Regions from separate parts of the Zea mays genome. Here region 1 is linked to region 2. The links are chromatin contacts, called in public Hi-C maps. All regions are on one chromosome and are shown on one strand. Each heading gives the region's core, a stretch centred on a gene start, on an enhancer-like site or on the middle of the called end of the contact. The rest is flanking DNA. Distances are from core to core; before and after follow the strand shown.

Region 1 (4,904 bases), core at 242-2,741, 200 kb after region 2:
AGCGTACCTACTGTCGACTGGACTAGAAGGGTCAAAAGGGTTGCTTGAGTCGACCAAACCACTACCTCCTCTTTACCCAACGCGTCATATGAGGGATTTGTACTACGCCGAGGAAAATTGTTGTCAAAGTTTTAGCGGTTAATATGAGGTATGTATTATACGGTTACCCGTGACAGTAGATGGCAATAAAAAAAAGACGAAGCAAGCACTGATCTAGAATTTTCCGGTAGGGTATGTCATCTAAAATTTGTATATATATTCAATCAAACTATCTAGCAATTTAGAAACATTTTTATGTGGCATCTAATCATTTGTGTCAAGCAGTAACTAAATATTTTCTTTTTTTTTAGGTTTTGAGATTTGTCGAACACTCTGAACGACAAGAACACGGAAGCAAGCGGTTACCTGCAATGAGAGGCGCATGGTTGGATCCTCCGCAGCCCCCAGCGATCTGGCAATCAGAGGGATCTGCACCAAACCGAACAAGTAGTACAGGAGTTCCATTTAATTCAGGACCTGTCCATCCTCGTCCTCGAGTCTTCGATTCAACGGCGTGCAGATGCAGCGGAAAGAAATTACGTACTCAGCTGGCACGCGCCGGCGAGGGGGCTCCACGAGAGCCCGGGCACGCAGAAGCAGCGGCGGGCCGCGGGCGTGAGCGGGTCGTCGGCGCAGGTGGCGTTGGCGCCGTCCTCGCAGTCGGCCTGCGTGCGGCAGAGCGGCTCCCTGGGCGTGGCCCACTGCAGCTCCAGCCCGAGGCGGCGGCCCCACGTGGCCGGCGGCTGCGCCGCCGGGTCGAGCCCCACGAAGCTGCGGTACGCGCTGCAGAACTGCGGGGACACCCGGATGCTGTAGGACGTGGACGAGCCCCCCGCCACGAAGGTGCAGCAGAGCGGCAGCGGCGCGCAAGCCGCCGCCGTGGACCCCGTGGCGTTGGCGTAGACGTGGCAGAGCGAGTTGGAGGAGCAGTTGAGCGGCGACAGCAGCAGCGCGCTGGTGCAGTTGAGCAGCATGATGGTGTTGGACGAGCTCACGTTGAACGGCAGCGACGCGTTCAGCTGCACCCCGCCGCCGCGCCCCTCCGACACGCACCTGCTGCCCTGCGCCACCAACGGCGCCGGCGCGACCACCAGCCGCTGCGTCGCGGCCGAGATGGACGTGATCCGGTACGACGTGCCGTTCAGCGCATCGAACATGAGCGTCGGCGACGACGTCGACGAGTTGGTGGCGGCGGCGCACCGGACCTTGTACGCCGGGTCGCCGCAGCCGTCGCCTGTGCTGAGCGGGTACGGCACGGCCGTCGACCCGCACGGCGGGCACACCCGCGCATGGCTCGCCGGCAGCACCAGCAGCAGCGCGAGGAGAGCGATACCCATCTCGGAGACGGAGTGGAGGACCCAAATGCTTACCTTGTCTCCTCGCGCTTGTCGTATGTAATATGTATGAATTATTTCTTCTATTAAGGAGGAGGTTTGACTTTTTATCTGCCTGCTGTCCGTCCCCATCAACCTGCATGATTTTGGCCTTGCGATGAATATAAGAGGAGAACTCCCAAAACGATTCCATACAGGAGTAAAAGCATCATGCATGTTAGAGTGGGTGTTTCGTCGTTGCTGGTTGTTTGGTCGGCACTACAAATTACATTTAGAAATCGGTAAACTTAAATTTTAGATAAATCTGTTTTCATGGTTCGACGGTTCCACGGACGTAAACTTTTGAAAACCCCCTTAATTTTGCTTCAATCAACTCGTGATCATCCCACCTTCGCGACATATAAGCCCTTGCAATTTTAAAACCCCATCAATTTTTCCTAGATCAACTCACGATTAAAAGACCAAAAATGAGTGCAATGCTAGAGTTTGAACTATCGCCCTCCCTTCTCACATGTATAGGTTCTAACCAATAGAATTCGCAACCGTTTGAGTTTAATAGGGAATAGGTATTGTAAATATTCTGAATATAGAAACTGTAGTAACACACAACAACCAACTAAAATAATTGGTCTTCAACTATTCTAATGAGGACATGTTTATCATTGGAAGACTTGATGGCTCACTGGATAAGAAATTTATGGAGTGTTTAGTTTGAGGAATGATGTAGTCCATCATCTTCTCACTCCTTACTTTTTTGTTTGGTTTGTGGAATGGAGTGAGTTAATCCATCACCACCTCATTCCTCATAGTTAGTTGTTTAGTACTAATATGTGAAATGGAGTCATCCCACCAAATTTGAGAAATGAACTCATGATGCACCACTTCATTTTGGATAGAGTGATTCATCAAACCAAACACCTCATTAGAGAGCATGTCAAATACGTTAATTATATATATAGTGTACCACACATATTCGGTGTGGTACTGAATACCACACTATATATGACACCAAGGGAGCATGTGAACATGCATATTTTGGTTTTGAACTCATCGGACACCTCACATAGTTAACAGCTAGTTTAGATCTATTAGATAGGTATTGGACGTATCCAATGCAGTGATCGATGGTGCACTAGACATGTTTGATGCCCTCAAGTTTAATTTTTCAAGTGTTAATAGTTAGATTCCTTTGTGGGGCTACAAATAGACTCCTTGGCCAGCCTTAGTCGACATCTCTAAACCACCAACACTTGCATAACCTCTTGAGGATAAAGAAAAACACTTCACTCATAACTCATAGTTCGTCACTTGAGTGAGATTGGAGAAATCCTAGTGCATTGCATATAGTTCAAGCATTTTGTGGCCCTAGTTGAGTAACTTCGACTGATTACACTATTATTACTCTTGGTGATTGATGTCAACTAGATAAGCTGGAGTTTGTGGGATTGTTGAGCAACTATTGAGGATTGACATCGGCTCTGGTCATCGTTGTAAGGAGCTCTTATGCTCATTCCTTGGAGGAGTTTTGTGAAGGGCAACTCTACTGATATCATGGCTACTTGGAATGACTATCTAGAGTTACTCTTATGGCATCCTTATTATAGGCTTGGCTTGTAATGTCAAATAGCATATGGATCATCTAGCTTGGATTTGCCACAATGAGGATGTAAGTTTCTAACAAGCAATCGAACCTCGAGGGTGATTCTTGTCTCATATTTTGCCTTGTGTGGTTTACACTCCAAATTATTCTTGTAATTACACTTACTTGTTATATCATTTCTTCATCCTCTCCTCTTGTTGTCTGCAAAGTTTAAAGGCAGTCAAAGAAACTTTGCTCGAGCGACACCATCGTACCTCTGAACAACACTACTACACCCCGACACTAGGACATTTGAGTGGCACTACCGCTCTACTGTGAGGGTCTTTTGTTTGGTCTTTTGGTGTTCAAATCAAGCTCTTTTGGTTTAATGGATTGTTTGAAGCATCCAATCAACAATTAATTAATATATTCTTGATTTGACCCATTTTGGAGTTTTTGGTATCTATAAGGTTGGGTTGAGCAAAGAATGCTTCAATGTAAGAATTTTTATTGGCTCTCATTCATCACCTCTAGTAATTCATCACCTTCTAGTCGCTTATTCTATCCTCCATAGGTAATATGATCTTAGGTTTTCAATTAGCTAGAGTATCCAAACAACGACAGCTAAACTTAAGTTTAGCTCTAGCAATTAGCTAGCTAAACTTTAGTTGGGTGGCAATTAGCTATCTAAACTTAAATTGGGGTGGATTCAATCGAGACCTATGTCTTGTACAGTCTGAGTACTCCAAATTGCTGGAGGTCATAGATCTTGTTGTCATTCGAATATATAGATAGATAGCACTCATTATATGGGGTACTGTAGCACATAAATCATATATTGCTGCTCCAGTTCCACTAGCAAATAGAATGTCAAAATTCTTTCCGGAAAGAAACTCAGATAAATTGCACTCAAGATTCGAGGCCAATTGCTCCCAGAACTGGGGAATTAAGCAAGCCTATGCAGCTTTGCTCCATTCCCTGTTACATGTAGAACAACACAGCAATGCAGATAAATTCATCTTCATCACCACAGCAATGTACATAAGTTTATCTTCATCACCAGGAACTTCTACCTTCCTTTATCCTAGCCGATGAATCAGGCATGTAATCTGGTAAGCGCCCATTTTTTCTGCATGCAAACAGAACATAGCCATAGGTCAGAAATGTCCAGAAAGGAAAACAAGCTACAGGCCTACAGTACATACATGACAAAAAAAAAGACATATCTCTAACTAGGTCAGAAGACACTTTGTAGAAAGAGTATGATTGCAGTGAAACAGTGATTGATGGAAGCTAGGAGAGGGTTGTTTGTCATGTTACATAATCTGAAACTTTTTCCAAGCAACAAAGAATATGTACACACATCACAGTACAGATAACTCTTTACCCAAATAAGTATAATGTCAACATTTTAAGTTGTGAATTGAAATTAACATAATTAAAAAAATCATTCCAATACATGGCCCTATCAATTGATACAAATGTGCCATCTACTAACACTTTTGCAAGCAGAATGCGTGCAAGGAAACATACAGTTGGCCACAAAAAAAAAGATTGCTGTATTGTATATACCACAATCACCAATAGATACTTCTATCCAAGAAACTGCTGCTCACAAGGCCATGGCCCTGTCAGTTGCGTGTGTGTGTCTACCAAAGTATCAAATTCTGATAATCGAAGATCTTATACTGTTAACAACACAAAGTATAGGGCACAGAAAATTTGCTTTCACTGGCAAAGCTGCCATTGTCTAGATAATCAAATGATTTACATCTTCCATCAAATGGCCATACTCAAGATAAAATTTTCACTATAAGACCTAGCACGACATCAACATTCCATGTTTAACTTTCGCAGTAACAGCTAGGCAACTGTTTAACAGAGCACGTGTTTCACCAAATATGTTGGCATAAAATGATTGCGATGCTAAAAGTTAATCTGAGACTCAGTGT
Region 2 (5,410 bases), core at 860-3,359:
GACGCAGGCATCATACAACTATAGATGGTCAAGTGGGCGTGCTAAATAGACTGGTACTAGACACGACATGACCCGTAGTGCTTTAACACGGCACGACACGATCCATAGGCCACCACTGCCACCCCGACATGATGAGCTAGCACTAGCACGAGCACGACACGATCAAGAGGTCGGCACAACTAGACACGGCTTAGACCAACTGATGGTCTATAGATGCGATTGTAATGTGTGCATGTGATTGTGAAATATGATTTGTTATGGTTTTAAAAATAATAAATCCACTCTATACTAGTATGAATGTTCATGTTTTAAAACTATATATATAATCTTAAGTTGTTCTAGATCTAGATTTTTTGAGAGCTGAGCTAGAACGGGCACTACTAGATCTAGATGCTTTAAAATTATATATATAATCTTAAAGATTTTCTAGATCTAGATTTTTTGAGACCTGAGATAGAACGGGCACTACTAGATGCTAATGTCAATGCTGGCACGGCAGGATTAGGCATTGTAGTGCCATGGTTGGGCTGATGGCTAGACGCTAGTTCTGGCACAGCACGACCCAGCACGATTAATAACAATGCCTAATAGTGTCATGACTAATAGCGCCGTGCTTTATAGTGTAAGTGCCGTAGGACCCGTTTGGCCATCTATACATACAACAGTTAACACACGCACACACAGAGAGACAAATAACACATGTACACACTTGAGCAAAAATGGTATGATCTGAGAATTACTTGACTTCAGCCAAAAGCCTCTTCTTCCTGAGCCTCTCCATGTACAGCCTCTCCTTCTTTGCTTGGGTTTCCTGTACAGGTCAACAAGACCTAACCATTGTCAGATATTATTCAGATCATGCATATCAAAGTGGAGATAAATAAACCCAGCAAAATGTTATAGAAGTTATAATGCCTCGAATGCTAAATCTCCAACAAAAGCTGAATTGCAAATCGCAGTGGAACAAACTAGAACTAAAACTAACACCATGAAACTCGAATGCACAGATGGGTCTAAGAACGCCGTAGCAAACAGGTTGAACCTAACTAAAGGCAAGAGATCCACAAGAAATCGTCAAAAGAACACAAGGGACGAATGAAACCTAAACCCCAAAAAGAAAGGGCATAACAAACACCGCAAACATCACAACAACAAATCCCGGGGAAAACGACAAGTAATAAACGTGGCTCTCAAACCGAATAGATGAGGCAAAACCTCCCCCAATCCCGAGATCAGCTCAGATCAGATCAACACCAGCATGAGTTGACGGGTCAAGAAGAGAATCTCTCGGCTCACCTTGATGAGCTCCTGGTAGTCCTGGAGGAGGGACCGGTACCTGAGGCTCGCCCTGTGCGCCGCCTCGTCCCCGGCGCCTCGGACCGGGCCGGGCGCGCGAGAAAAGAACGGCAGCCGCGACGTCGGAGCCCCAACCGCCGGCTGGGCCAAGACGATCTTGGTTTTCTTGGTGGCCGCCATGGCCTAGATCACTCGCCTCAAACCCCGAAGAAACGGAGCGCAGGGGATGAGGAGCAGAGGATAGGGGAGGAGGGACCGATGAGGAAAAGGCGGAGCAGGAGAGGAGATAGGACCGAGGAAGGAGACGAGAAGAAATAAAGGCGGAAGGCGAGGAGGAGGTGGAGGTGGGGGAAGTTTCTTGCGCCTGCCTGCCCTGGCCTGCTGTTGCTCGTCCCCGCTTTCTCTCTCCTGCCGTGGGCGGCCGTGTGAAGGGGAGAGGCGGAGAGCTCCTCTGACCCATGGGTGAGGTGAGGTCGAAAACCCAAAAAGGCCCAACGATTGGTGGCAATAGGAGTCCGGGGCGGACGGGGCGAGATTGAGGAAGCACGCATGCCCGGCAAGAAACGCCACCGCCCCCAACGACTCTGGACTGTATCCCCCACCCCTTATCTCTCTCTACCCATCATCCTATCAGCAGTGGTGGACGACAGGAGGCCGGTGGTAATGGTGCGTGGATTGGGGAGTAGTGGGCCGCTGTCCCTCTCCGACTTGCTTCCGCACATCTCCCGTGTCTGAGCGAGAAGAGGTCTTGCTTGGCCTCGCCTCATCGGGCATTCTTGGAAGCCGCGTGTGCCTTCTCTCTCAACCTCCAGAGGAGACAGCCAGACAGGAGAGGCACGGAGAGCACGCACCAGAGAACAGAGTGGTGGTATCAATGACGGGAGAGGACGACGATAGAGACGACCACATATGTATTTTAAATATATTTTACTATCTTCTATTAAAATAATCTTCTCTTACATATAAGTCTTTCTCGCGTCATTCTTCTTAAACAACTTCCCTATACACTTTAACTCAATTAATTAACATATATTTATTATTTTTAAAAAATATTAAAAACTTTACAATAGTTATACTATCCTATACACGTTATTATCACGTTAAAAGGCTTAGATAGGATTAATAATATCATAAAAAACAGTTTGATAAGAATAAGAGGAGCACATTGTTTCTCTTATATACATACATGGAGATTTCATCTCTGGTACATATGGGAACCGTTAGACTCACAGTGGCGGACGCAAGAAGAAAGTTCAGGTGGAGGCCAATCTGCAATGGAAAAATCACTAAAAATGTTAAAATAAAGGTAGTTTTTAGTAATATCATGAAAGTTAAGTTGTAATATCATGACTATTACAACAGAAAGTGGTGTTGTCGTGTCAATGTAAATCACGTCGGAGTCAACCAATCGGGGATAAGAGTTGCGACGTTGTGGCAGCTTGCACTCTAGTGGAAGACCATGGTGAACGACGAGCTGGTGACGGTAGGCTATTGACTATGCGATGGGCTAATAATGACAGCAGCATGGGCGACTAGGCAGCAGGCTAGCGACAGTGGGCTTATGACTAGGTGACGGGCTGGTGGCGATGATTGGGCGACAACAATGATAGGGCAAGCGTTGAGCAGGGGTTGGACGTTGTAGACCTGTGGTTGGTGTCTTCTTCTGTCTGCCTATGTTTCAGTCGATGTGGGTTGTGGTCTAAGATGGTGGGCTATACCGTGTGGGTTAGTGATGGTATGTCGTGGTGATGTTTATCTATTTTGGCCTCATATACATTATACCTTTTTTATTTATAGTATATACGAAAGGTAGGTATAAAGAGTTTCAAAAATTAAGGTGGGGTTATGGCCCACCTTGCCCACATTGTGGATCCGCCCCTGGAGAGGTATAATGCCCCTATGTCCAGTTGGGGCCGTTTAAGGGGCTCAGTTGGAGCCAGGTTAAGGCTGGTTCTAGACCTAAGCTATACCGCTAGCTTGCGTGGTACGTTGGCTCAAGGTATTGCTGTCATGGTTTCAACATCAATCGGCACGAGCTTGTGGTCACCGGGACAGTCGACTTATACCCGGTTGGTAACAGCCTCACTGCGGAGCATTCGGTTCATAATGACTGTCTGGTGACTTGTGGTGTTGCTTGATTGGTTCACGTCATTTTGAATTTTAAAAATTAAAAATCCAAAAAAATTAAAAAGTATATTAGAATCTGATCTACAGATAAAGGAGTGTTTGAACTCATTCGCACAAGTCACATTTTGAATTTCTCTACCGCCGCCTCATACGCATATCACAATCATTTCATTTGAGTAAAGCATTGTTGAGATGTCTTCATCGAGTTCGGACATCGACATGATCGAAGATGGGGTGATCGAGTTGTTGTAACAAATTATAATGTAGCAGGCATTAGAGGTTGCCTCTAGGTCTTTCACGATTAACAAACGAACAAGGCAACATCGGAGCTACATCGATCGCGACCGTATATTCGCCCCTGACTGGTTAATGCAAGACCACTTCAACGATCTGTGGGCCTACCTGTCGCTCTACTTTCATCAAAGTTACCGCATGTTCCTTCAAATCTTAGAGGGGTTGGGTGAGCATTGTCCCGACTTCATATGTGGTCGTGTAAGATGTCACACCCAGGTTTTAGAGACCCGGGCACGAACATAATCACCAGGTGTGCTGGGACCAAGTCTAACACCTATGATGAATCATGGTACAGAAACGAATGTCACATCTTTATTATATAATAGGAGTTCTGTACAAAATAAATAAATAATTACATCATATGAATACAACGATCCAGCAACCCAAAGTTGACTGGGAGACGACGGCCTAGACCTCTCACGAACACAACGCAACATCCTCCATGCGCCTCATCCTGTGGTACCTGTTCTTGACCTGTGGGGGGTGAGACAGCAAGGGTGAGCTCACATATGTTCATTGCTCAACAAGTTGTGGGAATAATGTGCATGAACTCACCCAAGGTGGGAATTCATGTGATGTGTAAGACTGATCAATAATAGGGGTTAAAGCTGAGCATTGCTTTTAATAAGTTAGTCAAATTTTTATTAGCAGTTACTAAATATAAGTAAATACCAAACCATAATAATAATAGAACAAAATTAATAATAAATCACATTCAATGCAAATGACAAATTGAATTTAGTTCCATAATTTAATCATGCGAGAGTCCTGAGCTGCTCATGACCGTGAGCACGGCTAGTATACCAGTTTTACACTCTGCAAAGGTTGTACCCTGTACCCACAAGTCATGTATCCCATGTCGCTAGGGTTAGCTAGACCCTTAGACACTAACAAGGTGAATGACTAGGGATCCACTACGAGGCCTTTACAAAATTCCACTAGCTTCAGAAAACTCGCTACAGTTTCTAGGAAGAGCAATATAGGAATCCCCCGTCTGACCGCCATCGCAGCAAAATCAACCCGAGAACCTCCCTACACGCCTACTCCCCTACTGCCTTTCCCCTACCGGGTAAGGTAGTCCTCCACTAGCTTTCCTAGTTAGTCAGCCAAGGGCGTCCCATTCCACCCTTGTGGTGGCACGTGTTTCTCAAATTAAGCTCCATGTTCCAATTAAAATAATGATCTTGTCATGAACACTAAATAAAATAACAGTATAATTGGAACATGAACATAATGTAATATTAATCCCAAAACCATAAGGAGTAATAGCAAAAACTACCCAAATAATTCAGGGGTAAACAAGGTGTAAAGATAACCAAACTAGGGTGACCTATTGGGTACCATCAAAATTAAACCTACGCATGAATAAATGATTATAAAGAACATTATTGGGTAATAAAAGTGATCAAGGGCACAACTTGCCTGGGACTTGAGATTCCAGGTACCAGAATGATCTTCAGATTCTCGTGACCTCACTGCTAGTCGTAGTAATACAACAAACATGGTATAGACAAAATTAACATCACACCAAACATAAGCACAAACTAAATAATAATGATCTACGTGTCGTAACGAGATCGTGGGTTCAAGAATCACTAAATTCGGAGTTATGGTTATAAATATATGATTTTCCGAAGATCTACGTGCTTAAATGTTAAACTACATTATAAATTGGTTGATGCACATCATATGA

What was found. A called contact is a pair of places that touch in the nucleus more often than the background predicts.
Region 1: a Hi-C map of ear shows a contact between it and region 2, with 4 times the contacts expected there. The contact joins the promoter of LOC100382104 here to the promoter of LOC100277886 in region 2. A contact is called at or near these places in 3 of 25 Hi-C or Micro-C datasets (ear and leaf).

Annotation. Positions count from the first base shown.
Region 1 is chr4:70,419,133-70,424,036 of Zm-B73-REFERENCE-NAM-5.0, forward strand. LOC100382104 (putative WAK-related receptor-like protein kinase family protein) reads right to left here and starts at 1,492. Exons shown (of 3, transcript NM_001174865.1): 1 at 584-1,492; 2 at 406-468. The coding sequence starts at 1,376. It overlaps LOC100277089, which reads right to left. Exons shown (of 6, transcript NM_001150753.1): 6 at 3,791-4,081.
Region 2 is chr4:70,219,296-70,224,705 of Zm-B73-REFERENCE-NAM-5.0, forward strand. It overlaps LOC100277886, which reads right to left and starts at 2,110. Exons shown (of 4, transcript NM_001175578.1): 1 at 1,297-2,110; 2 at 741-811. The coding sequence starts at 1,476.